Regions from separate parts of the Ovis aries genome. Here regions 2, 3 and 4 are each linked to region 1. The links are chromatin contacts, called in public Hi-C maps. All regions are on one chromosome and are shown on one strand. The core of a region is the stretch at or near the end of the contact, and the rest is flanking DNA. Distances in the headings are between cores, read along the strand shown.

What was found. A called contact is a pair of places that touch in the nucleus more often than the background predicts.
Region 2: a Hi-C map of liver shows a contact between it and region 1, with 2.4 times the contacts expected there. The contact joins the enhancer-like site here to the promoter of SOCS2 in region 1. A contact is called at or near these places in 3 of 16 Hi-C or Micro-C datasets (liver, muscle and skin fibroblasts).
Region 3: a contact with region 1 is called in a Hi-C map of liver, with 5 times the contacts expected there. The contact joins the enhancer-like site here to the promoter of SOCS2 in region 1. A contact is called at or near these places in 7 of 16 Hi-C or Micro-C datasets (hypothalamus, liver, muscle and 3 more).
Region 4: a Hi-C map of muscle shows a contact between it and region 1, with 6 times the contacts expected there. The contact joins the enhancer-like site here to the promoter of SOCS2 in region 1. A contact is called at or near these places in 4 of 16 Hi-C or Micro-C datasets (liver, muscle, omental adipose tissue and 1 more).

The regions. Positions count from the first base shown.
Region 1 is chr3:129,870,897-129,876,271 of ARS-UI_Ramb_v3.0, reverse strand. SOCS2 (suppressor of cytokine signaling 2) reads right to left here and starts at 2,358. Exons shown (of 3, transcript XM_027967202.3): 1 at 2,133-2,358; 2 at 332-692. The coding sequence starts at 470. All of the region lies in intron 2 of LOC121819095 (a long non-coding RNA gene), which reads left to right.
Region 2 is chr3:130,380,374-130,385,748 of ARS-UI_Ramb_v3.0, reverse strand. No RefSeq gene overlaps it. Among named protein-coding and RNA genes, the nearest start is that of PLXNC1, 37 kb to the left of the region's middle. Within about 2 kb of position 3,403, at least 8 of the 54 cell types and tissues checked have an H3K27ac peak or open chromatin away from gene starts, as enhancers often do. A contact at or near this core is called in liver, where this site is marked.
Region 3 is chr3:130,253,422-130,258,796 of ARS-UI_Ramb_v3.0, reverse strand. No RefSeq gene overlaps it. Among named protein-coding and RNA genes, the nearest start is that of PLXNC1, 160 kb to the left of the region's middle. Within about 2 kb of position 3,001, at least 10 of the 54 cell types and tissues checked have an H3K27ac peak or open chromatin away from gene starts, as enhancers often do. A contact at or near this core is called in liver and tail adipose tissue, where this site is marked.
Region 4 is chr3:130,203,184-130,208,558 of ARS-UI_Ramb_v3.0, reverse strand. It overlaps LOC105607935 (a long non-coding RNA gene), which reads right to left. Exons shown (of 5, transcript XR_009599886.1): 1 at 3,826-5,375; 2 at 3,360-3,467. Among named protein-coding and RNA genes, the nearest start is that of PLXNC1, 210 kb to the left of the region's middle. Within about 2 kb of position 3,383, at least 23 of the 54 cell types and tissues checked have an H3K27ac peak or open chromatin away from gene starts, as enhancers often do. A contact at or near this core is called in liver and muscle, where this site is marked.

The DNA of each region.
Region 1 (5,375 bases), core at 1,109-3,608:
AACCCGCGGACAGGAAAGGCGCTGTCACTATCTCCGGCTAGGTTCCGAGCCCGAGTGCCGACCCCCAAGCAGCCGCGGAAAATAGCTAAAGCGCCAGCGCCCTAAGAGTCGATTTCCAAGGAACCCTCCTCGAGCTCTGCCCTCCTCTGGGCCTTGGAGTCCCTCAGGAACCACTTTCCTTTCGCATTCCCAAGGATCCAGAGCCGTGCGGCATCCTCTCCGCGAGCCGCCTGCCCCGCGGCGGGGATCCCAGCCTCGCCAGCCCAGCCCCATCCCCGTCTCGGGGGAGGCGCCCCCTTCTCGCACGCGTCGGGACGGGTCCGCTCCCTACCTGTGTGACTGAGTTCCCTCAGGGCCTTCGCCAGACGCGCCGCCTCTGGGGACGGCTCCTCCGCCGACCCCGCGGTCCCCCACTGGCTCTGCGCCCCTTCCGCGCCATTCCCGGAGGACTCGAGGCACCGCAGGGTCATGGGAGAAAGGTCACCGCGGCAAAGACAGGTGGCCGCCCGAGCTGGGGTCGGAGAAGGGCACACGTCCTTCTTAGAAGTCAGTGGGAACCCCAAAACCACTCCCTGAGGGGTCCCCGAAATGGTGGTGGAGGGGGCGGGGATGGGGCGCTGCAGGCTCTTCCTCCCCGGGTTCCGGTGCACCGATGGCCAAATCCCCCGCAGGCGCGTTCACGCACAGTTGGCCTGCAAAGAGAAAGTGGAGGGTTGGGTCAGTCGGAACTGGACCCCTGCGGCCGGGGTGAGGGTGGAGAGGCAGGGATGTGGAAAATCCCTGGGACTCCTCCGCGTCTGGGCTCCTGCACCATTTAACCCCGAGCATCCAGTTACTGCCCTGGCCCGTTCCAGAGAAAGGACAGAGAGAGACAGCAGGGATCCAAAGCACAAGGGGCGTTGGCGGGCGGGGGGAGCCGACAGGATGAGGGTGAGGAACCGGGCAATTTCCCGCCGAGGGCCGCTCTCTGAAATCGCAGACTAGCAGACGAAGAAGAGCGAAGAGTCACCTGCGGCTACGGTGGTTAATGGGCAAGCAGAAATTTGAAAAGGAAACAGGCGAGGTCCCCAAATTGGCACTCCTTTCTCACACTGCACAGCCCGAGGAGCCCCGGAGGAAGCCCCCGGCACAAACCTAGTTACCGGCCCTAGAGCGCCGCGGGTCTCCCCCGGCAGAGCCGGCAGTCCGGGACTCGGAGGTGCGGGAGCTGCGGCCACCCCGCAGAAGAGGCTCCCTCGCTCCCCTGCCCACGCTGGGGGCACGGGTTGGGGGGCCGCCGAGGCTGCCGCTCCCGAGGTCGGGCGGCTCCTGCTGCTGCTGCTGCTGCTGCTGCCGCCGCCGCGGGCGCTGTCGAGGAATCTGCCCGAGCGCGCAGACCTCGCGGGGGCTCCGACCCGTGACCCGAGCCCAGGCCGAGCACGCGGCTGAGAGCTCTGTGGGGCATGCTAGACAACCAACGCCGAGCCCTTACCTCGGCCTCGACCGCCGTGGCCGCCTCCACACCAGGCAGACTCCAGCCCGCCCTGGGCGGGGGAGCCGGGAGGGGCCCGGGAGGAGGGGTGTCTGCCCGTTTTCCCGGTTGACTTTTTAATTTGGGAACGAGATGCCCAAGGCGGTGACTAGCCCTGCGCTCAGCGGCGGAGGCGTCCGGAGTTCTCTGCGCAGAGTAAAGGTGAGTCCTGGGGACCACTGCCTCGACTCGCCAGGCTCAGACACCTCCTCCGGGCTCCGACAGCCCCCGCCCCCCGACCCGGGGCAGCTGCTGGGTTCCCTCCGGCTGCAGCCAAGGAGATGAGAAGGGGATAGGGAGGGAGGAAAGAGTCAGGGAGGGAGGCAGGCGGGTGGGGAGGAGCGGGAGATCAGGTTATTAGAAGGATTATTAATCTGGATGGCAGTTTACAGGGGGGAAGGAAAAAAAAAAAAAAAAAAAACTCTGGAGACTTCCAGACGCCGGGAGAGAACCGGAGAAAGCAGGCAGTAGCTCCCAGCCTCCAGGCAGAGCCACAATTCCGACTCTCAAGCCCGGCGGCTCCAAACTGCGGAAGCCCAGGCTGCCTGGCGCTGGCGGCCGCGCCCCAGTGCCCTCCCCAGCCCTCGTGGGGGCGGAGCCTTCGGGCTCCCCGGACTGATACCTGCTGCCGGCCCGAGCTCCTTCGGCGCCCCAGTGGCAGGCAAAGGCGATCCTGACGCCGTGCACCCGGGGCCCCGGCGCGCGCCGTCCGTGGCCCGCGCAGCGCCAGTGGCGGCGGGCGAGGAGGCTCATGCTTCAGGGCAAGCCCAGGGCCCGCGAGCCGCGGCGGCGGCGGCGAGACTAGAGTTAAACGTCAGTCCCGGGAGCGGTGTGTGCGCGCGATTTCCCAGACGTACGCGCCTCCCTCACTCCCCGCCTCTCTCCCCGTCCGCGCTCCCCGCGCGCCCCGCCCAGCGGCTGCGGAGGCCGCTTTCCAGGAACTTTCCAGGAATCCACCTCACGTGACCGCGGCCCCCGCTACTGCTTTAAAGAGACTCCGGCGCAGTTGCGCAGGCTTCGGGGGAGACGGGCTCCGAGCTCTCCGGTTCCGACCCGGTCGGGGTGGATGCCTGGGAATTCGCCCTCCTCTGACCCCCAATGCCTGGGTGTGCTCCGAGACGCGCAAGAGAAGCCCCGGGCCACCACCGAGCCAGTTCCCGCGGCGGCAGCCTGTCTCCAAGCCGTGCAGGCAGTGCGCCGGGGTCGAGCGATGAACAGACATGCTCGCCCCTAGGCCTGCCCCCGAGGGTTGTGTTGCCCACCCCTTCCGCGCCTTCTCTAGGCGACCTTCCAGGCCGCACATCAGGAAGAGGGGGTGTTGGAGAGACTAGAGGTCCTCGGAAATGGCCCCTCCCGCTCTAAGACACATTCGTGGTGTGAGGGAGCCCCCTCTTCGACCACCCCCCACTTCCAGGTCCACGCCCAGGAGCCGAAGGGAGTGGGCCGATGGCGGTCCCCGGGGCCCGGGTCCTAGAAGGTTGCCAGCGGGCGGAGAGCGGCGCCTGGTTAAGCTGCGCTGGTCGCGCTCAGTCCCCTCCCTCTGGCGGGCTTGCTCGCGATCTCCCGCACCGGCCCGGCCCTGCTCCTCCCTCCTTCCCTCCGCTCCGCCGTCTCCTTCCGGCCACCCGGCGGCCCTCCCGGCTCACCAGCGCCGGTCGTGGAGGGGACACTCAGATCCTCGCGCTCTGTGGTCCGCGTGGCCCGCCCGCCTCCGTGTCCGCAGCCTGAGAGAGCTCAACTCTGGGATTTCCCGCAGAACCGGAGCCTGGGGGACCGGGAATGCGGAAAGATCCCCAGCTCTTCTTCCCTGCCCAGGGACCCTCACCTCCTCCCACCTGGTTGGAGGCCACCTGGCCTCAGTTAAAACTCATCTCCTTCCCTGCATGTCTCCTCCCGAGATGTGACCTACTTTAAATGTGACCTACTTTTTAAAAAATCATCAACACTCATGGGAAAACCGGATCCAACATTTCGATAACCATTTTTCTTTGAAATACTCTTCTATTGCATCACTATACAAAAGCTTGAAAGGTCAATGGCCACTTTTAGTTGAAGCGGCGGCTATGGGGAAGTTGGGCGAGGAAGCGGCGGAGCGGGGTGGGGGGGGAGGGGGGCGGGAAAGGCTCGACTCGCAAACCTTGCCTGGTGCCCCCCCCTGCTGGCTCCGCGAGGAAACAGAAGCCAGTTCCCTGCCTTGGGGACTCGTGGACAAAAGGTTTTTCTCAATAATTTTCCTGCTTTTGAGTAAATAATTATGCAAATGATTGATAAATTAGCCGGAGAGGAAGGGGAGGAGTGCATTTCCCAGCTAAAAGAGGGTTTTGTCAACGATGCAGTCGCGTGGACGAATCATGTTTTGTTTCTTAGAGTCTACTGTGGAGGACTGAGCTAACTGAACCCTAGTTAGAACCCTCTATAATAGAGATGGATAAGTTTGTATGTCTCTTGCCCTTCTTGGACCCTAGACCTTTTCTATAAAATTGAGGGACTGGATTCCAGTTCTGCGCGAGGGATTGGGATGAATGAACAAATAAGATTCCAAGTGGAGTTTGTGTCTGGTCTGAGGCCCAGAAACTCTTAATGAACCACTACATCTACTAGGGTTCATTGTGCTCTAAATAATTCCATTTAACTTCTCCTTCCTTGGTAGAGAATCACAGAGGAAAAGTGTACCCACTTTTCTGTAGTGTAAAAAGTTTTTTTTTTTAATTTTGCAAAGATAAAATAATTTCCATTTAATTGTCAGATGAAATGAATCTGCCAACAGCTCTTTTTAACTGTGTTTTCCTGTAGCCTCCTAAGGACCTTTGCACATGCCCTCCCTGCTTCCTGAAATGCCCCTCCCCAGACTGGGTGCGTGGCAGACTGTAATCATTCAGGGCCCAGCTCAAGAATCACCTCTACAGAGTCATTGTCCACAAAGATTACAGTAAACACAGTGCCAACTGTAGCAGCACCAAGCTTTGTACTAAAGTAGAGTTTTTAACTTCTGTCTCTGAAAGGTCTCAGCAATGTCCAGCATTTTGTTGGCCCTAGGAACCGCATATTAGGAAAATATTTATGAGATTGTGTTAAGTGAAAAAAAAGTAGAATGTGTAATTGTATCCATGCTATGCTTTTGACATTATAAAGTTAAGTGTGCCTGTGGGCAAAAACAGAATGTGACCAAACAAAAGCAGCTGTTTGGAGGGTGACAGGATGTGGGTGAATCTTTAGATTTGACTTTTCTTAATACTCCAGTACTCTTGCCTGGCAAATCCCGTGGACAGAGGAGCCTGGTAGGCTGCAGTCCACAGGGTCGCTAGGAGTCGGACACGACTGAGCGACTTCACTTTCACTTTCCACTTTCATGCACTGGAGAAGGAAATGGCAACCCACTCCAGTGTTCTTGCCTGGAGAATCCCAGGGATGGCAGAGCCTGATGGGCTGCTGTCTCTAGGGTCACACAGAGTCGGACACAACTGAAGCGACTTAGCAGCAGCAGCAGCAATACTGTTCCAGGGTTTCTGATACAGCCATCATTTTCCCAAAACTGCTTGAGAGTGTCATCGCTTACTTTCAGGGGGTAGAGTATAGTTTGCAGAGCTAAGGGACTGCCCTCCTGAACCCCAGGTCTGCCACCCATCACTACCCTTTAGATGTCTAAGTGGAATCTCTGGTTTAATAGGTCCCAAACTGCGGCCTGAATAACCCTTTCCCTCCCCACCCCCTCAAAAATAAAACAAAAACAAAGCCATCCCTCCTGCACTCTTCCCCATCTCTGAAAACATCAATTTCAGTCTTCAGCTGCTCAGGCCAGCAGCCCCAGAGCCATCCTCCTCACACACCCCTCATCTCATGTGTCAACTAGTCCTTTGATTTCACA
Region 2 (5,375 bases), core at 2,154-4,653, 510 kb before region 1:
GACGCCTGGGCGCTCCTGACACTGCCTGAGCCAACGTAACCATCTCCACTGCCTCCTTATAGCGTTCACAGCCCAGCCTCTGTCCGCCCTTTTTCTCACTATCCCTTCCCATCACTTTACAGCCCCGTAGATTCTTCCACTGCAGAGTTGGCCGCCCCCTTCCCCTCCTTACCAGCGATGCCCTGGCTGCTTCCTGCAGTCATTCACCCTCCCCTCGACCGTTACGACGACCTGGGTACAAGTCTTCTTATCTCTTGCTCAGCGATTCTCAGAAGGATCACCTGGGATGCTTTTTCAAAGCACAGATTCTCAGGCCCCAACCCCAGGGACACTGGTTGAGTCTGGACTCATGGTAGGATTCAGGAATCTTCATTTTTAAATAAGCTCCCCAGGGACTGAAATAAGAGTGTCCTCAGTGACTCTAAGAAATGGCCTCACTAAGCCTCTCCTTATCCTCATGCATCATCCATGTGACTAATCACAACTATCACTATTAATCAAAGCTATTACTATTAATCACAGCTATTACTATTAATCACACTATCACTATTAATCACAACTATCACTATTAATCACACGATCACTATTAATCACAACTATCACTATTAATCACAGCTATCACTATTAATCACAACTACTACTATTAATCACAACTATCACTATTAATCACAGCAATCACTATTAATCACAACTACCCAATATTTCTGGAACACTCACCACATCTGAAGACTGTGTTGACTCCTCCATGTGCATTTGGCCCACTAAACAACTTTTTATTTTAACTACTATCATTAGCCCCATTTTAACTTTGAGAAGACTGAGGCCCAGAGCAGAGAACTAAGTTAACTAGCCCGAGGGCACCATCTCTCTGACACAAAACTGAGTTCTCAGTATCACGTTTTATAATCCCCTTCACTCCCCGTGGTCCGTCTGCACCGAATGACTTCAGTTCTCCAAACATACCCTGCTGCTCTACACCTCTGAGCCTTTGTCCAGGCAGTCTCTCTCTTTCAAATGACCACCTGTATTCATTTTCTATGGCTGTATAACAAATTACCACAAAGTTAGCAGCTTGACAAAGCGTGGCTGGTTCTGTTTCAGTCAGTTCAGTTCAGTCGCTCAGTGGTGTTCGACTCTTTGCGACCCCATGAACTGCAGCACGCCAGGCTTCCCTGTCCGTCACCAACTCCTGGAGTTTGCTCAAACTCATGTCCATTGAGTCAGTGGTGCCATCCAACCATCTCATCCTCTGTCTTCCCCTTCTCCTCTTGCCTTCAATCATTCCCGGCATCAGGGTTTTTCCCAGTGAGTCAGTTCTTCTCAGCAGGTGGTCAACGTTTTGGAGTTTCAGCTTCAGCATCAGTCGTTCCAATGAATATTCAGGACTGATTTCCTTCAGGATGGATTGATTGGATCTCCTTGCAGTCCAAGGGACCCTCAAGAGTCTTCTCCAACACCACAGTCCAAAAGCATCCATTCTTCGCCGCTCAGCTCTCTCACATTTGTACATGACTACTGGAAAAACCATAGCCTTGACTAGTTTCTCCATTTAGGTTCCCACAAAACTAGAGTCAGGGTGTTAGATGCTGCTCTGTTCTCACATGGGGCTCAGGGTTCTCTTGCAAACTCACTGGCTGTTGGCAGAACTTAATTTCTCCTCTTTCTTGGCTGGCAGTCAGTCGGGGGTTACTCTCAGCTTCTAAGGGCTGCCCAGTTTCCTTGCCACTGACCCCCTTCATCTTGACAGCTAGCAGAAGAGAAGAATCTTGCCCCTAATAAATCCTTTGCATGCTTCTAATCTTTTACCAGGAAAAAGTATAATTACACTCAAGGCTCACCTGCTGAAGTCAGGCCCACCAAAGATAATTTCCAGATTTTGAGGTCAGCTGATTTGGGACCTTTAATTGCATATGTAAAATCTCTTACCACTGCACCTAAATTAGTATTTCCTGAGTACCTGGGGGAATGTGTGTGGGGGTGGGGGGGTGGGGGGGGGGGGAGGAGGAGCTGAGAACTTTGGGAACCATCTTAGAATTCTGCCTACCACACCATCTAATCTTCAAAATCTAGCTCAAGGATTTCTGCCTTCCTCAATGCCTCCAGGAAGAGTTAGATCCACCTCCAACACCCACCCCCCACCCCCCAGCATCCAACGCACTCTTTTAACATTTGTCCACTGTTATTTCCTCTCTGTTGCCTCCCCTCTGGGCTGTGAGCTCCTTGAGGGGAAGAACTAAGACCTGGTCATGTTTGAACCCCGAGCATCTACAGCAGCTTCCAGCTCAATACTTCACTTGCTGCCTGAGAGTGAGAGATGACGCGCCCAAGCCAGCTCTACAGATAGGAAGAGCAGGTAAACTGGAGTTGCCTACGTTGCCGGGAACGCGCTGTTGACGTAGGCCTGACAGCGCTTCCCGGGAAGTCCCAGGAACATCAGTGGCACCCGGTGCTCCCAAGGCTTTTAGCGACCAGCGGGCAAGAGTCGCCTCCGAAGCCCCAGGGAGCACCAGCCCCGCTGTGTTGGTGAGGAGCAGGTGCCACTAGGTGTCACTCCCGATTCAGTAAAGAGAGCCCCGGGTCTCAGAAAGCAGTTCAGGCTTTTCTATGAAGGGAGCCGGGTAGACGGCCCTCACCCATTATTTCCCCTGGTTCATACTCGAAAGCACCCCATCTTCCTCAACTCCCTCCACTGACACAGTCTGAGTCTAAAAACGGACCACAGGATCAGGGGCTTGGCAGGTTAGGGTCACCTGTCCATCTAATTCAAGTCTCCAGATTTTGCATTTGAGCGACCAGAATGCGAGGCTGGGAGCAGAGCAGGCTTCAGCGGCCATGTGGGTCGGAGCGCCCCTCCCTCGCTTTGGGGAGCTGCCAGGAGGGCACAGGTGGGTCCAGGCTCCTGGCCTAAAGGGTGTCTCCTGGCTGGTTCCGGGGCCTCCACCGCGGGGTGCCCCCAGGTCCAGTTCCAAGCTTAGGCAGCTCTTGGGCTCTTTCCCTGCACCTGCGCTCCAGAACCCAGAAAAGGGGAGATGATTTGGTCACAATAGGGTCCTGTGGGTCATATAAAAGCTGCCATTTCTGGTCATCTCAAGCAATCTCTTTGTTCTTTGGACTTAAAAGATGAGAAGTGGGGAGACCCGGAGCATTCCGGTTTCCAGGGATCTGAGCCTTCAGAAGGTGCAATTAAACACAGTCATTCCCCTTTGAGTCGGAAAAAGTTTAGGGCTCTAAGGGTGGGGATTGGGAAATGCTTGTGAAGAGCGCTTCCTGGCTGACAGTTTGAGTTGTTTTTTCTTCCCCTCTACTATTGCCCCTGTAAGTTAGTATTTACTCCCGAGGTTCCGGAGAGACTGAGAGACGAGCGTGGGGACGCATTTTCCTTCACCCACGGCAGAGGGCGCCCTCCCCTCGCGCCGGCTCCCCGCCAGGCAAACACACTTCCGCCCGCCGGCCCCACGCCCTGCTAGGTCTAGGTTTAGACCCCCAACCCCAGGTGCCTGCAGCCCTGTCTTGAGGAAAACTGAAAAGTCACTTCTGTCAGACCTTGGACATAGCCTTTGAATACCTTTGCTCCAGAAGACCCACTGTTCATTTTTCTTGTGAACATTAAGTGAATTTTAAAATTCATTTGCCCTTCCTCAAGCACTGGGTAATAGAGCTTACCTGGCTGGATGAAAGTGGAGCTAAGGAAGCTGACTTAGGGTCCAGACTCCTGAAGAGGTCTCATTGTTCATCCACACAGTGAACAATCTTATCCACACAATACTTTCCTTTAAAACTTGCAAAGGGGTTTTCCCACATAGAGCTGGATGGATTCTATTTGTTAAGCTCTTTCCTCTGAATGAAAAGGTGGACTGATTCATTTATTTTCCAAGCAGGATTTTACTGAATGCCTTCTGTGCTCCAGGTACTGGGGCGAAGAAAGCAGGCTTGGTTCCTGATTTCGGTGGACCCATGCTCTACTTGGGGAGACACACTGAACAAATAATTGCAGGAGACATTACTTTGCTATAGATGAGATATGTGCTGCCAAGGAGAAGCAGAGGCTGCTGGGAGAGCGTGCCAGCTGAAATCTTCACCTGAATCTGAGGCACAGCTTTCCTCTTTATTCACCCTAATGCTCACAGTGCTGCCAATTGACAGAAATTCTGTCCCCGCCCCTCAAACAGATGAGTCAGTGCCTTCAAGGCTGCACGTCCGCAGGTGAAGTAATAGAGTCATTCTTGCTGGACTCTCCTCTTTACTCCTTCACACTCCTGGGCTCGGTGCCACGAGGCAAGGCATCAGATATTTTGCATGATGAAATTTACATTACAGTTTTCTCCTGAGGCCTGATGACTAACAAGGTCTGAAAACAACAATTCTAGGTACTACCTCCTCCTCCTCCTCCTCAGTGTTTATTAAGCACTTACTAGGAATTGGGCTGGATGTTCAACCAAGGATGCAAAAAAGCACTGGAGACAAAAGGAATATGCTAATAAAGGCTGAGTAGTGGTACAGGCTAATGACTCCCAGGATTTGGGATTTTATTAACAGCTAAAAATGAGAGCTTTATTAGTTAGGATCAGGTCCAGTTAATTAGGTAAGAGGATAAAAGAAGTTCCATACAACAGGGGCTTAAACAAGAGATAAAAAGGTTTGTCTCTACTATGAAAGTCTGGAGTTAGGTACTCCTGGGCTGATAGGGAAACTCGGCCCCAAGAAGCCTTCAAGGACCAGGGGATTCCTTCTGCCTAATTTCTCTGCTTAACCTCCATTCCTAAGTTCATGGTCATCTCAAGGTCCAAGATGGTCCAAGGTCCAAGTTCCAGCCATCACATCCAGCAGGAGGGAGAAAAGGATAAAGGGGCAAAGGGTGGGTGACAGATAAATTATAAAGAGGGTTCCCATAATAAGACTCATCCACTTACAAGTTATCGGACAGAGCTGAGATACATGGCCCTTATAACTGCAAGGAAGATGGTATATATAGGTTTTATTTGGGGGAGCCAAACCCAGAGATTCTGTTACTAGCAGTCTTTGCACACTAAGCCTGACTTAGGGTGTTGAATTTTAACTTTACCACTAAGTATTATATAAAATTGAAAGTCGCTCAGTTGTGTCTGACTCTTTGTGAGCCCATGGATTGTAGCCCACCAGGCTCCTCTGTCCATGGGATTCTCCAGGCAAGAATACTAGAGTGGGTTGCCATTTGAAAATGCCCTGCCGAATCTTCTTCCTTAATATATCACAGATCCATCCTCACTGCCACAGCCCTTCGTAATTTCTCACCTTGCCTTAAAGTAATAGCTTCTCTCTGTTGCCAGGGTGATCAGTCCAAGATGCAAATGTGCTCATATTAGCTTTATGCTTAAAATATCTTGGGGGCTCCCTGT
Region 3 (5,375 bases), core at 1,752-4,251, 380 kb before region 1:
TGGATGAGGAGGTCATCCTGGACTAACCTGTGGGCCCTATGACCTGTCGAATGGCATGTGTCTTTGTAGCAGTCATGGAAGGAACACACCAAAGAGGGGGCGGCAATACGGCCATGGAGGCCGAGGCTGGAGAGGTGTGGCCATAGACCAAGGAACGCTCACTTTCCTCAAAGAAAGGAGAAAAAATTTCAATTATCAGAACAGGAAATAAGAGAGCAATTTACTTAGCCAGCTAATGAATTCTCCCTGCTTGAAAGGGTATAAGCAAGAGAGGTGGTTATGGTTGCTATAGAATAAATTCTTGCATTGGCTGGGAGGCAAGTTGAACTAACCAAACTTTAAGGACCCTCCCAACTTTAAGATTCTATCATTTTATGATTTGACATGGCCTTTCCAAAGAAAGAGGCAACTTCTTCAGGGGCCTAAATTCCAAAGAGAATCTGTGATGGGTCATCATGGAACCCAGTGAACAGAATTTTTGAGTAATTTTTTTTTTTTTTTTTTTAGCAATTAAAAGATAGAGAAATGAAACAATTCTTATATGGCTCTTTCATGGGACCACTCTTGGTGAAGGTCAAATATGGTGACTTTTAAACTTTTCTGATTGAAACTCACAGTAAAAAAAAAAAAAGAAAAAAGATTTTTTATCACAATCTAGTACTCTCAATTCACACAGACACATACACACAGATGTCACAGACACGTGACAAAGTTTTAAAGTAACACTGACTCTTTACTACAGATGATGCTTGCCTTCCAGTTTCTGTTCTACTTTCTTCTCTTCGCTGGTGGCTCAGACGGTAAAGCGTCTGCCTGCAATGCGGGAGACCGGGGTTCGATTCCTGGGTCAGGAAGATCCCCTGGAGAAGGAAATGGCAATCCACTCCAGCACTCTTGCCTGGAAAATCCCATGGACGGAGGAGCCTGATAGGCTGCAGTCCATGGGGTCGCAAAGAGTCGGACACGACTGAGCGACTTCACTTTCACTTTTCTCTTATCTGAAGTGCTGGCTGTGACCTATACACTGATTTCATAATCTGAAAATGAGTTGTGACATCCAGTTTTAAAAACACTGATCCAAGGTTTTAGGTAAGAACGTATTTCTGAAAGTGTAGGGACAGGGATGAATGGGGCTAGGTATCTGGGGTTTTAGAAAGAATAAATTTTTATTAGTGCTCATTTCTTCTGTCTCCCCCCCAGCATGGCGTGGGATCTGCCAGGCCCAGAATCCCACTAAAGGGAGCCTGCGGGGCACTGTCTGGACACATTTTTGGTTGTCACAACTGGTTTGGGAGCTCTACTGGCATCTGTTGGGTAGGGGCCAGAGATGCTGCTGAATGTCCTACAGTGCACGCAGGACAGGCCCCACCCCACAACAAAGAAGTTATCTGGTCCAAAATGTCACTAGTGCTGAGCTGAGAAACCCGCAATGAACCTGAAGACAGTTGTGTTTTGCTCTTTTCTTCATTTTGTGGAGAGGACAGAAAGTTAGGTGACAGTCAGATTTGTCCTGTTCTATGCTGGAGTCATTCCAACCTACCTGGTTTTAAGTTAACAGTAACATGTGGAAAGGCTCCGTGTCTGAGGTTACCCGGTACAGCTGTCTTCTTGTTGGCCCAGTGAGAAGTTACTGAGTGATTAATAGCCATGGAGTTTCCTGAAACATCCAGGTGGAAGACACAACTGGCTTCTTCTCTTTTAATATCTGGTCGTATAAACTGAACATAGCAGGGTAACAGGAGGTGCCTCTGGAGACCTGGGCATGAGGTTCAGTCTCATGCAACCTTCTCTTAGTGTAGTTTCTCCAGACCATATGGTGGCTAATGGGCTCCATCTCTTGGGTTTATCCACGGGGAAGAGGACATTAAGTCTGCACAGTTGTGCTGTGATCAGAGGTGCAGGGAGATAGAACTGGGAGAAACTTTCCCCACACAGTCTCCCCTGAAATGCTTGGTAATAAGAGTAGACTTGGGCAGGCATTTTGTTTGAAAAGAGAAAATTTCACTTCCTTTCAAATGCCGTATGGTCCAGGTGAAGAGCCCAGTGTTTTGGTTTTTTTTTCCCCTTGTTGCATTTTTATTCAGAGAAGGTAATGGCACCCCGCTCCAGTACTCTTGCCTGGAAAATCCCATGGGCAGAGGAGCCTGGTAGGCTGCAGTCCATGGGGTCGCTAAGAGTTAGACACGACTGAGCGACTTCACTTTCACTTTTCACTTTCATGCATTGGAGAAGGAACCCACTCCAGTGTTCTTGCCTGGAGAATCCCAGAAACAGGGGAGCCTCGTGGGCTGCCGTCTATGGGGTCGCACAGAGTCAGACACGACTGAAGTGACTTAGCAGCAGCAGCAGGGATGTTTGCTTAGTGTCATCATACCCAACCTCTCCCATTTCTTGGGGCAACCAGCCCAAATATGACATCAGCTGAAAAGGTCATTAAGGGAAGGGGAAATAGGACAGGAGAGTTTATGAGAAATACACCAGAGTACCAAGCCAAAATTTGATTACTACATCAGGGTGACAGTCCAAGCTTCCAACAAGTAGGAAGTTAAAACATAATCTCTAGATAAAGATAAGCAATGAAACTGACCAAATAATAGGTTAACCTGAAAGTCACAGAGAAACTGAAAAAAAGAAAATTCTTGAAATGGGCTATAGGGTTTTGGCAGATAAATGGGAAGGGCAGCCAGGAGTCTAGTCTCAGAATGGTACAGTCAGGCAATGACTAAAGCGTGAGCCAGAACCTTGGCAGCTACTACAGTCAAATATCTCTGAATTGCGCAGAGGTTAAAGAAATGATTATGGCAAGATTTCATGAATGCAGCAATTAAAGCTGAGAACAGATCAACCCAAACCTGGGGAGGAGGGTAAGCAAACTCAACTCTTCCAGAAAATAGGAAGAAGCTGACTGCCAGAATATGTGCGGCAAAACCCCAAAGACTAAACCATAGACACTGGGCCAACTGTCTAGCAATGACGAGCAGAGGCCATTGGCTAGAATGGTGGCAGGGGGAGGGGGGGAATCATAACCCAATTCCACTGTTCAAATTACTAGGAGAGGAAATGTCTACTGTGTCATCCATAGAAAGACCAAAAGAAAGTTAACTGTTGTGGAGACTTTACAAGTGGAACTCCTCAAATGGAAATAGAATGTGCTTTAAGAGCTGAGGTATGCCAAAAATGCAGCTTGGCGTGGGTATGCTTTCCCTTGGTTCCCCAGGAGGGTGCTTTCGTCATTGCTTTTCTTTTTTTTAAAGTTGTTTCTGGCTGTGCTGGATCTTCATTGTGGCGCCCAGGCTTTCTCTAGCTGCAGTGAGTGGGGGCTCCTCTCTAGTTGCCATGTGTGGGCTTCTCGTTGCAGCGGCTTCTCTTGTCGTGGAGCACAAGCTCGAGAGTGTGGGCTCAGCAGTTGTGGCACGTGGGATCTTCCTGGACCAGGGATCGAACCTGTGTCCCCTGCATTGGCAGGTGGAGTCTTAACCACTGGACCACCAGTGAAGTCCTCTCGTCCCTCTTTAGAGCCCAAATTCCCTTTCAGATAAGGTGTTGTGCCATCAGTCTCCAATTATGATCATAGTGTGATTATACAGAAAGGGCTAGAATGTTTAGGGTTTATGAAAACTATGGAGTTGGCTTTATAGTGAAGAAGACTCAGGAGGTTTTACATGATGTACTTGTAGGTGAGACATCTGGAGCTTCAGGATCCATTTTTAGTTTTTCCAGTGCTATGACCTGATACTCTGTGCACCAAGAGGCCGAGAGTTCTCAAGCGGATAAGATCGCCAGGTGAGGCCTGCCCAGCGTAACAGACATTCCCAAACTGGGGCAGAGGCCATGTTTTCATCTTTGTTGAGACCCTCTTCACTCACAATGGCCTCGCTGCTTACTTTGGAGTGACTAAGATGATGTAAGGGGACCACGTTGAGGGGAAAATTATGAGAAGACATCTAAGCGTAGCAAGGAGGCTTAACCTGTAAAAACTGTTTTTAGAGTTTTTACCTTTAACTTGAGATGGTCTACTACAGTGGTCTCATAGTCTACTGTGATATAGTCTCCATGGTCTAAGTCACAAATCACATGTCCTCACAAGTCACATGGAACAATGCCATTAAGGAGTCAACGAAGTCTCCTAAGATCCTCTAGCCAGGCTGCATCCACTCTCTCTCTTGTACCACAAAGGCCAGTAATCCTAAGGGGAGGGTCCTCAGTAACATTAATGAAGACGCCAAACAAAAGATATCAAAGACCCATGGCACCTTTAAGAAATGCAATTGAAAATGAGAGGAAATTGCCCTACATTTTGAAAAAGAAACATCCTCATGAGTTCTGCTGGTTATGGACTCACACTGGTTTAGGTTGGAATTCTATTTTCATATTCTTTTACTATGTGAGCCAAGAAAGGGACATAACTCTGAGTCTCAGTCTCCTGTAAAAGAAATATCATATTGCTCCTAAGGCAATAATGAGGGTTAAAAGAATTAAAAGTAAAGCACTTAACACAGAACACTTTGCAGTTGAGGCTCATTAAGCTACAGCTGTTATTGCTGTAACTCTAAAAGTACAACATAACATCAGTAAGGATGTGAAGAACAGCCCTCCATTATCCATCTCTTTCAATGAGAAGACAGTTGCTGATTCATCCCACAGGGCCCACTGACTGCTGGGCCCTTAGTGCCTGCTGCATTGAGCAGCAGACACCAGCAATTTAAAGACTGATATACACAGAACATTTTTTCCCAGTCTCCATTTCCTTTGTTTGAGGCTTTAATAATGTCTAGATTCCTAGAATCCTGGCAGGTAAGAAAAATTAGTAAATAGTATTCTGGTTTATAGTTGCATGTAGGACAATAATTTGCTATCTCAAGGGAAATTCTATAATTATGGATCTCTGTATGGAAGCTATTGTTTATGGTCAGCTCTGTGTAGTAACAGTTCTGCAGGATGGTTAAGCCAATGATTTGACTGCTTTCTGACATTAATTAGCTAATTGACTTGTTAATTCATTTATGCATGAACAAAACATTGCTGAGTATTTTCTATGTGCCAGTCATAGCAAGTTCTGTAAAGAAAAACAATGTGAAGGATGGAGAAAGACAGTGATGGGGGCGCAGAGAGGCAGCGATGGAGTGTGCTGTTTTAAATAAAGTGTCTTCTGCATGGAGCAGAGATCGAGATAGAGCAGGCGAGGGAGTGAGGCTTAAAAACACCTGGGGAGAAACCTTCAAAACAGAGGGGAAAGTACATGCATAGGCTCTGAAATGAATGTGCTGGGCACATGGGTTTGAGGCACAGCAAATATGTCAGGGTGGCTGATGTGGTGTGAGCGCTGGGAGGATGGGAAGAGATGGGGTGAGTGAGGTAGCGGGGGGACGGTTTTT
Region 4 (5,375 bases), core at 2,134-4,633, 330 kb before region 1:
AAAACCAGAGACACTACTTTGCCGACAAAAGTCTGTATAGTCAAAGCTATGGTTTTCCAGTAGTCATGTACGGATGTGAGAGCTGAACAATATTGATGCTTTGAACTGTGGTGCTGGAGAAGACTCTTGAAAGCCCCTTGGACAGCAAGGAGATCAAACCAGTCCATCCTAAAGGAAATCAGTCCTGAATATTCATTGGAAGGACTGATGCTGAAGCTGAAACTCCAATACTTCGGCCACCTGATGCGAAGAGCTGAGTCACTGAAAAAGACCCTAATGCTGGGAAAGATTGAAGGCAAGAGGAGAAGCGGATGACAGAGGATGCGATGGTTGGATGGCATCATCGACTCAATGGACATGAGTCTGAGCAAATTCCGGGAGATGGTGAAGGACAGGGAAGGCTGGCGTGTTGCAGTCCACGGGGGCACAGAGAGTCACACACGACTGAGCGACTGAACAACAAATGGATCAGTCTGTTTAGGTTTGAATCTCAGCTCTCTTACTTACTGACCTTGACCAAACTAATTAGCCCCTCTGGGTCTCAGCTTCCTCTCATGTAAATAAGGATAATAATATTAGCTGCTTTAAGAAGTGTTGGAGGATTGGATACAATGAGAAGTGAAACACTGGGTTCTCAGTGCTTGATACAAACTCCTTAAATCTTCATAGCAACTGCTTGGGCTAGATACTATTTTTATCCCCATTTTATAGATGATGAAGCAGATGTACAGAGAGATTAAGTAATTTACCCAAGGTCACACAGCTAGTAAGTTATAGAGCTGGGATCTGACCTCTGCAGTCTCCCTGGAGGGACAAAGGTGAATTCTGAGCTGTGAATTGGGCAGACTGCAGGCAAATCTCAGCCCCAACACTCGCCCCAACACTCACCAATCAATTGACTTTGAAACAAGAGCTTAACTTTTTGCAGGGCAGCGCTTGGTGAGTGTTAGCTACTGTTGCAATGACAATGTCAAAAATGGGCACAGTCTGAGAAGTTGCTTGGAATAGAATCACAACATAGTGGGTCACTGGTCAGGCTCTTCTGCTCCCCACTGGAGTTTATGGGGATACCTATTCCGCTGCTCTGATAATCAAACGCAGCCCCATTTCCACTTGCCAGGACACACGTGATGAAAGGCTCCTAGGCAGGGTCCCCTCCTTCCCACCACCACCACCACCATGACACCGTCTCCCTGTGAGGCCTGCCTCTCTCATGCCCCTACAAGCCAATCAAGGCTTCTTCTCTTCAGATTAGGCCAACCTGGTGCCCCTCTGCAGGTCAGAGAATAAGGGGATTCATGATTCAGGAAATCGCTGCTGGCATGCACACCCTGCTCCTCACCACGTTCACCCCGAGGCAAAAGAAGCTGATTTTCTGAAACATCACTGGAAACAAAAGTTTCCAGAGTTGTGACAACTAGCCCCACCGTATTATTCAGATTACAATTCTTTGAAAATCCACAGTCCCCTGATAGCAGCAGTTCGGGTGTGGGCGGGTGGGGTGAGTGGGTGGCAGGCAGGTCTTAGGGTTGGACAGAGGCTTAGGTTTGGTTTCAGCATGCCTCCAAGGTAATATTGGCCTACATACTGCCACTGGAGCTTGAGGACTCATTTCTCCCAAGTGGTCACTGTGGGTTTTACCAGACAGAACAAAGAACTGTAGAAGATCCAGAAACAGTGGCTAGCTAAGGAAACGGCATTTCCCAGGGAAATGGCAGCCTGTGAACTGTCATCATAAAGCATTTTAGGTCCTTCAGAGACGTTTTCATCCCATTTCTCAGTACTTCCCATTTCTCTTTCACTTAGATTTTTTTTCTCCTTCATTATATCTGTCTTCCTTTCTTCTTGATCTTCCTCTTTCCTTCGTTGCTACCCTTCTCCTTTCCTGCCTTCTTCCTCTTCTATGATTTTTTATATGTGCTAAATGTGTATTGATGTTCCCTGTTATTAACAACTAGGTCACTATCCTCCAAAGAGAAGTGACAATATTTTACAAATAAAAACACACAATGCCCAGATAAACTTGACTTTCAGATAAACTTATACTGAAAAAAGTATCTGTTGTTTTCTGAAATTTAAATTTATTTGGGTGTCTGAGAATAGACTGGCAGCCCTGGGTGCATGCTAAGTCACCTCAGTCCTGTCTGACTCTTTGTGACCCCACGAACTGGTGGGGTCCTCTGTCCATGGGATTCTCCAGGCAAGAATACTGGAGTGGGTGACTATTTCCTCCTCCAGGGACTGGCGGCCCTACCGCCGACTAACTGTAGCTCAGTGTGGGCCTCGAATAATGTTTGTCCTGCAAGTTGGTGGCTTTTAGAAATGGAAAGATGTCCCATACCAGCTCGGCAGTAAACTTTGTAACTCTATTATTACTGTTAAAGGGTGAGGGAACAATACTTCCTGAACCCTGCAGACAGTAGTTTTTCATTTCTTGCTTTTTTATACTGCCTACATCTTCAAAGGGTTTTTCTTTGAAGGCAGCTGGTCTCCTTAGGGCATCCCCAAGCCTGGGCACCCCAGAGGCTAGAGAAGGCTGTAGCTCAGACGACAAAGGGTCCCAAGTGGTGAAATTTCAACAGGAATGTCAGGCCTCTGTGAGGAGAAAGGTTACTTCTGCAGGGGTGTAGGGGAAGGGTGGATTACAATACTTTTCTTTCAGTCGTCACATCTTTGCCTGTAACTTGCTCTGTCTTCACTGTGACTGAGAAAGGACGGTGCAGGGGCTGGGAGCAGGGTGGGGTGGGGGAATACCCTGCTTTTCTTGTGCTCCTTTGGCTCTACTTGAGAGTGAAGCTGACATGAAAAGGAGTGATGGCCAAGGCTCCCCAGATGACACTGAGGTCAGTCACTGCTGACAGGTAAAACCTAGTTAATACCTGGCCTCCAAGCTGGAGAGCCTTCCAGTCTGCTGGTGGCTGGAACACAGCAAGCGTCTAAAGGTCACAAGATTGCAGAAGTCAGCAGGGCCTGGCCTTTTGAAAGGTGTGGTCCTCTCCCTTCCAGGCTGAAAACATTTCTCAATGACCCCAGAAGCTGGTAGGCTCCCAAACCCAGGGAGCACTGCTCCCTCCCCCAAGGCACTGATAGGGCCTGCAGCCTTGCACTAGCATTTCTGAGCCCTGCAGTCCAGGCCAGGCTTTCCGCTCTCCCTGCTGGAGGCCCGCCATCCTTATTGAGTGTATTTCCAAGAAAGCAGTTGACAGGCTTGGCAGTGCTATTCCTGGAAATGTTCAATAGGCCATCTTCTGGCAGGGCCACCGCTGACGGATGGGTTGGTCGGGGAGACCACGTGCTCAGCGCCCTCTCCACCCCCGCCTATTCCCAGGTGCCTCCAAGCAGCAGCCGTCCCCAAATACCTCGGGCTGTTAGCTGGCGGGGGCTGTGGGCCTCTGTGGAACTTGCTTCCTCCCCGGCAGGGTGGCTGCCAGCGGGCTTGCTGCTAAATGAAGACAGGCGCCCTGTGACTATAAATTATAACACACATCAGCTCCAGCCGATGCACCGCATGTCCTGTAGGGGACTCCGCAGGGGATGCCTGGCCACTGCCAAAGGGCATTCTGGACAGTGGCTCCTATGGCAGCCGCAGGACAGAGGCCAAGCCTGCCGCTGGGCAGAGGAGCTCTGGCAGCTCCCAGAGGTTGGAGTTTCCTTCGGATGCAGACCACGGCTTCTCTGCACTATTGCCTTTGGCACCAGGTACTTCTTTGTAGGGGCCGTTTGTGCCCTGCCAGAGGTTTAGCAGCATCCTTAACCTGCAACCACTGAGGGCCAGTAGCACCTACACCGCGCTCCCCTCCACCAGTTGTGACAATCAAAAAATACCTGCAGATGTTGTCAAATGTCCCCTGAAAGGCAGAGCTGCTCTTGGCTGAATACTACTGGTACAGAGGAAAGGAAACGGGGGCCTTCTGAGGGTGATGCCAGAGAAAGACAGACTCGCAGAATGTGGTCTCCACTTGAGCTGTGTGCTGCCAGGCATGTCACAGAAACCTTGAGCCTCAGTTTTCTTATCTCTAAAATGGAAAGATAGAGAAGGGCAAACCAAGGGCGTATGGAAATAACAGTTGAATTAATGACTGGTGGGTACTTTGAGAGGTATTCAAGCACCACAGAAAACACTGTAGCAGCAGATTATCTGATGCTTGAATCCTTCCCTACCTCAAAGGGTCTGGTTCCATTTGAGAGGGGAAAAAAGCTGAATATTTATAAAATTTCACAAAAACTCTTGAAACAAACGAATGCTTTAGAAAGATTTTCTCTTCATTATTTTTTTTCTACTTAATTCAAACATGATTAAGCATGCTATAAATGCCTGAGGTTAATGAACGTGATTTTTTTCTTATCTTTCTTGAAAGAGGTTTTGTATCTTTTTAGAAAAAATTAACACCCTAGAAATTGTATCCCTTTCAGTGAAAGAACAGAAAGTAAAACTGGGAGGGTCCCTCTATCTTTTTTTCATAAAATTTGTATCTTTTTCTTTATAATTTATAGCTGGTCAATGAAAACTGGTCAATGAAACCCCACAGTCCTATAGAAAGGCACTGTCGCTTTAAATGAGGCTTGCTGTTATATAATTCTCTGGCTGACTTCATCTAGCCAGCTTTCAAGGAACTGTAAAGAAATCTTTAAAGGCTAATATTTCTCTTATTCACACTGGCAGAAAAACACAAAGGAAACGGGTAACCTGAGCCACTTCAATGGTAAGAAATGAAGAGCCGAGTCCTTGAGGACAGAGCCACAGTTGGCCCCACCCCAACGAAGTCTCAGGGTCCTTGTCAAGCTCCAGGCAACCATGGCCTTTCCTTTGTGGCCGTGTTCACTGGAAGATCCAAGGCCACATTTGCTTTGGGAAACAAGACCCTGTGATTAATCAAAGAAAACAAAAACAGCTTCTTTTCTATAATGGGCCCATCGAAGGGCTTTTCTAGGAAAACCCCCATCAAGCTGTTCCTTCTATTTTCTTAAAGGCTAACAGCCAAGGTGGGGGGGGGGGGGAGTTGGAGGGGTGTTTGAGGAGGTATCCATGGAAGTTTATTCCCAAATAGTTCCCTCTCAGAAAAAGACTTCATTGTGCTAACTAGCTCGAACAGCTGAGCACCGGCTAACAGCAGGGGCCCTGTGGAAAAAAGCATCTCCTCTTTCTAAGGCATCACTTTTCCTGCACGGACCCAGAGACTCACTTGCTCCTACAGAATTATTCTCACCAGATGAGGTTCCCATAGGGGACCTGCGGGAGTGAGTCTCTCTGAACCAAACTAATGGAGTGTCAGAAAAGGCGGCCAGGCGGCACTGTTGTAAAACTAATTCTCACATGCTTCCCTCACCAGAAGCAAACACTGTAATTCTAGTACAGTCATTCCCCCTTATCTGTG